Regions from separate parts of the Sus scrofa genome. Here region 2 is linked to region 1. Evidence: chromatin contacts called from public Hi-C data. All regions are on one chromosome and are shown on one strand. The core of a region is the stretch at or near the end of the contact, and the rest is flanking DNA. Distances in the headings are between cores, read along the strand shown.

Region 1 (4,476 bases), core at 556-3,055:
TTCCCTAGGTGGCTCAGTAGTAACAAACCCGATTTATATCCATGTGGATGAGGGCTCGATTCCTGGTCCCGCCAGTGGGTTAAGGACCTGGCGTTGCCATGAGCAACGTGTAAGTAGCAGACTCATCTCGGATCTGGTGTTGCTGTGGTGTCGGCAGGCAGCTGCACCTCCGAATGGACCGCTAGCCTGGGAACCTCCATATACCACGGGTGTGGCCCTAAAAAGACTGGAAGGAGGGAAGAAGGGAGGGAAGGAAGGAGGGAGGAAGGAAGGAAATAATTCTACCCCATGCGAAGGCAGGCAGGCAGGCAGGCAGGCAGGAAGGAAGGAAGGAAGGAAATAATTCTACACCATGCCAGGTAATCAAGTTTCCCCGACCAATACGAGGGTACAAAGTTCTCCTCCCTGGGATAACATTCTCCAACTAAACATCAAGAAAAGCATCTAGGAGTTCCCGTCGTGGCGCAGTGGTTAACGAATCCGACTAGGAACCGTGAGGTCGCGGGTTCGGTCCCTGCCCTTGCTCAGTGGGTTAACGATCCGGCGTTGCCGTGAGCTGTGGTGTAGGTTGCAGACACGGCTCGGATCCCGCGTTGCTGTGGCTCTGGCGTAGGCCGGTGGCTACAGCTCCGATTCAACCCCTAGCCTGGGAACCTCCATATGCCGCAGGAGCGGCCCAAGAAATAGCAACAACAACAAAAGACAAAAAAGACCAAAAAAAAAAAAAAAAAAAGAAAAAGAAAAGCATCTAGCAGTTGCAATTCCCTTTTATGAAGGCATTTAAGGTGGCTGGGACCCAAAAAAATCCAGAAAGCGGTGATAGTAAGGTAAGGAAGGACCTGCTGAGTGAGGGAGAGTCTTCGAGCTCTTGCCCGGGCTTAGCCCTAAAAAGAACCCTGCGAAGCAGACCCCAGCTCCAGAAACTCGCCGGGGCCAGGAGACCTGAGCTCGGTCACTCCTACCAGAGCCCGGTTCCATGGAGGCGTGGTTGCGGCCTCTCCCGCTCTTTTCTTTTCAAAATTCCCGCTTGGCTCCCAGATCCTCCCCGCCCCAACCCCCACTCTGCTCACAGCTTCGCAGGCGGCGCAGCCTCGTCACCGAAACTCTTCTCCATGAGCAGCTCCAAATCGCCCATCTGCTCCATCCTGGGCGCCGAGACCGAAAACTGCCGCCAGGTAAAAACTGGTGAACAGTGATCAGCACTGGAAAGGAAAAGAGACACGAGTCCGCCAGGCGACGTGCGCATGCGCCGACCGCCGCGATCCCAAGTGACCTGCGCGGGCAGCCCTTCCCGCGCCCGGAGGGTAAAGCTTGGAGAGCCGCACCGGGGCAGCAAAGGCTGAAAAGGCGCCCTTGATCCTTCGCTTTAGGGTTAGGAAAGCAAGGACTCTTCGTAACCCGACCTAGACTAAATGCTTCCGCCCTCTCTCTAGACACGCTGACCCATGCCCCACACACGCTCTTAGTAAGCTCTTAGTACTATTTGCAGTTGCCCAAATCCAGGTGTGCCTTGAATCTCCTCTTTCCTTTCCATCTCACTGTCACTACCTGATAATTATCTCTCACACGTGCTTCCATTCTTAACTCCCTGCAATTTATTCTTTCCCCTTTCCCAATATTTTACCATGAAAATTTTCAAATGTACAGAAAAGTTGAGAATTATATAATGAACACTGTATACATATCACCTAAAGTTTACAATTAGCATTTGCTGTCTTAAGAGTTCTCTTTGTGGCTCAGTGGGTTAACTAACCCGACTAGTATCCATGAGGAGGCCGGTTCGATCCATGTCCTTGCTCAGTGGGTTAAGGATCCGGTGTTGAGCTGTGGTGTAGGTCAAAGACTCCGCCCGGATCCACTGGTCCTGGCGTAGGCCGGCAGGTACAGCACCTATTCAACCCCTAGCCTGGGAACCTCCATATGCCGCGGGTGCAGCCCAAAGTAGACAAAAGACAAAAGAAAAAGGTACAGAATGTTCTTCTCACCTCCAGAAAGTTCTTTTCATACCCTCCCCAAGTAACATCCTTCCCCACTGGAAACCCAGCCACTAACCCGATTTTTTTTTCACCAGAGATTAGAGTTGTCTATTCTACAACTTCATATAATGAAAATCAAATGATGTGTACTATTTTGTGTCTGGCTTCTTTCACTCAGTATAACGTTTTTGAGATGCATCCATTTTGTTACACGAACCAGAAGTTTGTTTCTTTTTATTGCTGAATAGTAGTCTGTTTGGCCAGTCTCCTGTTGACGAATGATTTACAGTGTTTTGCTATCTTGAATAAAGCAGGACAAATATTCTTTTTTTTTTTTTTTTTTTTTTTTTTTTTTTGTCTTTTGTCTTTTTGCCTTTTCTAGGGCCGCTCTTGCGGCATATGGAGATTCCCAGGCTAGGGGTCCAATCAGAGCTGAAGCCACCAGCCTACACCAGAGCCACAGCAATGCGGGATCCGAGCCACGTCTGCAACCTATACCGCAGCTCACGGCAATGCTGGATCCTCAACCCACTGAGCAAGGCCAGGGATCAAACCTGCAACCTCATGGTTCCTAGTCGGATTCATTAACCACTGCGCCACGACGGGAACTCCAGGACAAATATTCTTGTATACATTTTTTGGTGGATGTGTGCTTGTATTCGCCTTTTTAAATAAATTTTTATTATGGTTGATTTACAATGTACTGTCAATTTCTGCTGTACAGCAAAGTGACCTAGGTGTACACATCTTCTATTTCTCGCATTATCCTCCATCATGTTCCATCACGTGTTTCAATACAGTTCCCTGTGCTATAGCAGGATCTCATTGTTTGTCTACTCCAAAGGCAATAGTTTGCAGGTATTTGTCTTGAGTACATATCTTGGGGTGAAATTTCTTGACTATGGGTAGGTTTATATTTAGGTTTAATAGAGCTTTAGCCAAGTGGTTGTAACATTTTACACTATCACCAACAATGTGTGAGAATTTCAGTTTCTGCATATCCTTGACATTTGATGCCGTCAGTCCTAACAGCCTTAATTTGCATTCCTCCATCACTAATAATATTACTTGATCACATGCCTAGTCATTTGTATATCCCCCTTTGTTAATGTCTGTTCAAATCTTTTGCCCATTTTTTGTTAAATTTCATTGTCCTTTTATTACTGAGTTGCAGAATTCTCTCTATATAATTCTAGATAAAAGTCCTTCATCAGATAGGTTTTGCAAATATTTGCTCCCCATCTGTAGTTTACCTATTCGTTTCCCTAAGAAGATTGTAACTGAGTAGGATTCCATGAGACTTACTGGAGCAGATCCTTCCCCCATATCCTCTGCTTCAGCTCCTCTCTGAAGTACTTAGATAACAGAATCTGATGCACATTTTCTGAGTTGTTTTACAGGTGTGAAAACCCCCACCAAATGGAAGATGTTAACTACTTGAGACCATCATGAATATAGGCCTGCTAAAGCATAAGGATAATGTTAACTCCTGTGACACCGTTTTGTTACCTTACCATCAGCCAATTAGAGAATTGTGCACAAGCTGAACACATGCCCTGGGGCTCCTCCTCCCTCACTTGGCCTTTAAAAATGCTTTGCTGGAGTCCCCGTCGTGGAGCAGCTGAAGCCAATCTGACTAGTATCCATGAGGATGTGGGTTCAATCCCTAGCTTTGATCAGTGAGCCCAGGATCCAGCGTTGCCGTGAGCTGTGTCGCACAGTTGCAGACACGGCTTGGATCCTGCATTGCTGTGACTGTGGCATAGGCAGGCACCTGTAACTCTGATTCAACCCCTAGCCTGGGAACCCCCATATGCCAAGGGTGTGTGGCCCTAAAAAGCAAAAGCCAAAAGCCAAAAAAAAAAAAAAAAAAAAAAAAAGCTTTGCTAAAACCCTTTGGGGAGTTCAAGTTCCCATCGTAGCTCAGCGGTTAAGGAACCCTACTAGCATCCATTTTACAGGGGTTAGATCCCTGGCCTCACTTGGTGGGTTAAGGATCTGGCGTTGCCATGAGCTGTGGTGTAGATCACAGATGAGGCTCCGATCCAGCGCTGCTATAGCTATGGTGTAGGCCAGCAGCTTCAGCTCCGATTTGACCCCTAGCCTGGGAACCTCCATTTGCTGCAGGTGTGGCCCTAAAAAGACACACACACACACAAGAAAAACACCCTTTGGGGAGCTGAGAGTTTTAGAGCATGAGCTACCTGTTTGTTCTCCTTGTTTTGGTGCCTTTCAATGAATGCTGCACTTTCCTTTACCACGACCCAGTGTCAATAGATTGGCTTTTACTGCCATGGGCAAGTGAACGCAAGTTTGGTTCAGGAACAAGATCTTAAGAAATGAGTAAGTTTCAAACTTCATGAAGTCTAATTTACCCATTTTCTTTCTATGCCTTTTGCTTTCTGTGACCTAATGAATCTTTGTCAATCCCCAGGCAGTAATGATGTTCTCCTTGTTTCCTTCTTGAAGTTTATTGCTTTATTTTTCATTTAGGTCTATG
Region 2 (4,476 bases), core at 1,118-3,617, 59 kb before region 1:
CGCAGTGGTTAACGAATCCGACTAGGAACCATGAGGTTGCGGGTTCGGTCCCTGCCCTTGCTCAGTGGGTTAACGATCCGGCGTTGCCGTGAGCTGTGGTGTAGGTTGCAGACGCGGCTCGGATCCTGCGTTGCTGTGGCCCTGGCGTAGGCTGGTGGCTACAGCTCCGATTGGACCTCTAGCCTGGGAACCTCCATATGCCGCAGGAGCGGCCCAAGAAATAGCAAAAAAAAGACAAAAAAAAAAAAAAAAAAGTTCCCTGACCTTCTACACAGCTGATCCAGTTGAAAACCAATAGTGACATTTTTTTAAAAAATTATATATAACACACATATACATACACACACATATAGATAGATAGATAGATAAATAGATAGATAGATAGATAATCTTTGCTGTTTAGGGCCACACCCGTGGCAGATGGAGGTTCCCAGGCTAGGGGTCCAATCGGAACTACAGCTGCCTACCCAGCCACAGCAACGCCAGATCCAACCGCATCTGCGACCTACACCACAGCTGCAACACTGGATTCTTAACCCACTGAATGAGGCCAGGGATCGAACCCGAAATCTCATGATTCCTAGTAGGATTCAGTTCTGCTGCGCAACGACGGAAACTCCAATATTTTCAACTAACAAAAAAATTTATTTTCTTTCCAAATAAATAAAATTTATTTTATTATCAGTTTTCTTATAAATTCAGATACTTCTCCATACTCTCATCACTTTTGTGATTGGCAGAAATATTTTCAGCAAACACGGATGACAAAATGAAGTGGGGGAGAAAATAAAGCACTTATGTTTCATAATCTCTGCCAAATTTACTAGTCCAAGAAAACCAAGTGTCTGTTTTTGCTTCACTGGACAAAAGTCCAGGATTCCCAATGATCTAGTATTCTAGTTCTGACCTCAGACAGCTAAGCATGAAGCCTGGCGCTGAATCCTAAGCAACTTAAAATGCAGTCACAACTGCTATGACCAAGCAAGCTGGTGGAGAATCTCCACACGACATCATTTCTTCAAATCTGCATCGTGGCAAGATTCCCTCTTTTTCGGGGGCAAAAGCACTCGATGTTTCATAATCTGTGACAATTCTCACATTTCTTAACAGCGCCCATCACAATCTTCAATGTGTGAAGCGACAACCAGACAAAGGGCGCATCTCCAGCTGCTCTGGGGTAGGTCGGAGCTGGACGCCGCAGCTTCCATGCCAAAGAGCGTTTACACCCAGGCGGGCCCCGCCAGGACTCGTGGATGCGTCTAGCTGGGTCGCAGCCCTCAAATTCCTGCATCTTGCCCGGGCCTAGAGCCCCTTCCCTGCCTCCCCTCCTCTCCGCCCACAGGGCTGCCCAAAAGGTTCGGGGCGCCCCCGGGACCCGCGCGAAGGGCTCACCCGAAGTCCTGCGCGGCATCGTTGCCCCTCTCCCGCCCGCGGCGTCGGGAACCCAGGCCCCAACCTGAGACGCCTCCCTCTGCCACCCCCAACCCTGAAAAGTCATCGTCCGTCCCCGACTGTTCCCTCGACCTGGGAGCCGCACCCTCGCCGGCCCTGCCCTCGCTCCCGGTAAGCCGTCGGACCACCAACCCTCTGCCATTAGGCCCCCAAACGCGGGCGGGAGCAGGAGGGAACACTGGATAACCGCGCGTTGCCATGGCGACCCCCGGCGCCCCCGAGCACCCGGCTGCCCCCGCCCAGCACCAGGCCCAGGTTCCGGCCCCAGTTCCGACCCCGAGGCCTAGAAGCCCACCCACCACCAGTCCTCCCTGCCCAGCCGCGGTCTTGGCCCAGCACAGAGGGCCCGACGTCCGCTCTCGGCCTGCTCCTCTTACCCATGGTGGCGACTGCAGCGGTGGCGCGGTCTCGGGCGGAGACGCCCTGGGCCCCGCCAGCAGCTCCCTTCAAGCGCTCGGCGGCCGCCAGGGCGTTTGCGACCAGGCCCACTGAGGCCCACAGCGCTCCCGGCGGCTGGAGGACGCCCGGCGGTCCCGCGGCGGCGGGGTTGGGTGGGGGCCGCGGCGCCTGCAGCCGACAGCAGAGAAATCCGCCTTCGCGGAGACTCTATACATCCAGCCCGACCCAAAGGAGAAGCAAAAAGGGCATGAGGAAAACCTCGAGTGGAGAAGCGGGAGGGCGGACCTTGGTGGGACCACCTGCCTCACCCGAGCGCTAGGGCTGTGTTTCCGAGGGAATGCGAGCCTCGTGCAAACGTTTTCATCCGCAGGGTCCGCCTAGCTTTGATCTAACACACCTAAATGCTTCCCTTTCCTCGCAAATTCGTAGGAGACCAGAAGAATTTAGAAAATCTGAAGCAATTAACATTATGCAGAAATCTGCTAAAACAATTCGAACGCCCAAATCACGACGTTTAAACCAGTAAATCCACTGGTTTATAAAAGGCAGTGAGGACCGATCTCATTGATCAAGGGAAAGAGTTCCTGAGATAAAGCCAGCAAACCAGGGTTTTCTCATTTCAGGGAGGGGAAAAACTCTCATGGTCTTATGACAGTAGGTTTAAGTTTTATCAGTTTTGGGAAAGCGAGCTATTATCTAGTTAGATCAGTACTTGTTAAAAACAGTAGCCGATTTAGAAATAGAGGAATATTTCGTGGATATAGAGCGATGTTTATCTCTTGATCATTTTGGCCATTATCTAGTTAGATCAGTACTTGTTAAAAACAGTAGCCGATTTAGAAATAGAGGGATATTTCGTGGATATAAAGCGATGTTTATCTCTCGATCATTTTGGCCAGTATAAAGTTCTGTTATGCTTCTTTTTTTTTATGGATTTTTTTTTTTTTTTTTTTTTTTTTTTTTGTCTTTTTGCTATTTCTTGGGCCGCTCCCGCGGCATATGGAGGTTCCCAGGCTAGGGGTCGAATCGGAGCTGCGGCCACCAGCCTACACCAGAGCCACAGCAACGCAGGATCCGAGCCGCGTCTGCAACCTACACCACAGCTCACGGCAACGCCGGATCGTTAACCCACTGAGGGAGGGCAGGGACCGAACCCGCAACCTCATGGTTCCTAGTCGGATTCATTAACCACTGCGCCACGACGGGAACTCCTGTTATGCTTCTTTACTTCTTTTGGTTTTGATTTTTTTTTCTTTTTATGCGCCCCCCCCCCCCCCCGCCCTGTGGCACATCAAAGTTCCCAGGCCAGGGGTGGAATGGCACTGCAGCTTCAGTCCTAAGCCACAGGCACAGCCACAGTGACAGCAAGGAGGGGTACAAGTGGCAGTTTGTGGCAACACCAGATCCTTAACCCACTGAGCAAGGCCAGGGATGAACCTCATCCTTAGATAATGTCAGACCCTTAACCCAGTGAGCCACAACAAGAACTCCCCAAATTTTCTTTACTGTGAGATAATCATTCATGGATAAAAATGTATGAAGCATATATACATTTAAAGACTCATAAAGTAAACAGCTGGGTAAACACTACCACATTAAGCAAGAAGAGGACAGGAGAGTTAGCCTCCCCGAGGAAAAGCCTCCAGGTATAATCCCCCTAGAAGTAAATATGATTCTTTTATGAGAATCCTTTCTTTGCTTTTTTTGCATGTAACTACCATGGTAAATACATGCCCCTAATCAATGTAGTTTATTTTGCCAGTTTATAAATTTTTCACAAGTGGAATAACATTACAAACACTGTAAAGTGTTTCTTTTGTTCAACATGATTCATGTCCATAAGGAGTTTCCAGGTTGGGGTGTTTCCAGGTTGTATATATGGAACCAAGCAGTAAATGATTAGGACAATAGAGTCACAGACACAGTACTGATGCACATTTCCTGAGTTCTTTTACAGATACTGTAACTGCTGCAAGAGGAAAAAAAGCAACCGCATGATGACCAGTCTGTAGCTATGGCATTAGCTGCTCCAGCTGGAGCAGTACAAAATCTATGGTTAGTATCATTTCAAGAACTGGTCTCAAGAGAATGGGATTAATGCTGTTACTCATTATAATCTATATCTTTGTGGGCATCAAAATAATTGTAGCTTGTTCTGCCTGTGTATATAAACAGGCAGTTACAAGTGTCAGCAAAGAGATGCTACAGATCCATGTTGATATTTTCCACTCAGAATAGAGTGTCCTATGTCAGCATGAACTTACAGAAGATAGACCTCCTCCCCGAAACCCATAGAAATGGAATGATGTTCTGACAAGAGGGGATTTGTAAGCAGCTCTTTGCAGTAAACCACCTTCAGCAGGAAGCCCCTTCTCTTGTCCCTTTTTTTTTTAAGGGCCACATCTGTGGCATATCAAGGTTCCCAAGCTAGGGGTGGAATCCCTAGCTCTAGCTGCCGGCCTACACCACAGCCACAGCAACTCGGGATCCAAGCCGTGTCTGTGACCTACACCACAGCTCACAGCAACACCAGATCCTTAACCCAATGAGCAAGGCCAGGGATCGAAACCTCAGTCCTGATGGATCCCAATTGGGTTCGTTACCGCTGAGCCACAACGGGAACTC

Evidence for each region. Hi-C and Micro-C count contacts between places; a contact is called where the count stands out from the background.
Region 2: a Hi-C map of heart right ventricle shows a contact between it and region 1, with 4 times the contacts expected there. The contact joins the promoter of RUFY2 here to the promoter of DNA2 in region 1. A contact is called at or near these places in 3 of 47 Hi-C or Micro-C datasets (embryonic fibroblasts, epiblast stem cells and heart right ventricle).

What each region holds. Positions count from the first base shown.
Region 1 is chr14:71,605,262-71,609,737 of Sscrofa11.1, forward strand. It overlaps DNA2 (DNA replication ATP-dependent helicase/nuclease DNA2), which reads right to left and starts at 1,806. Exons shown (of 21, transcript XM_021072448.1): 1 at 1,071-1,806. The coding sequence starts at 1,246.
Region 2 is chr14:71,545,370-71,549,845 of Sscrofa11.1, forward strand. RUFY2 (RUN and FYVE domain-containing protein 2) reads right to left here and starts at 2,368. Exons shown (of 19, transcript XM_021073521.1): 1 at 1,752-2,368. The coding sequence starts at 1,833.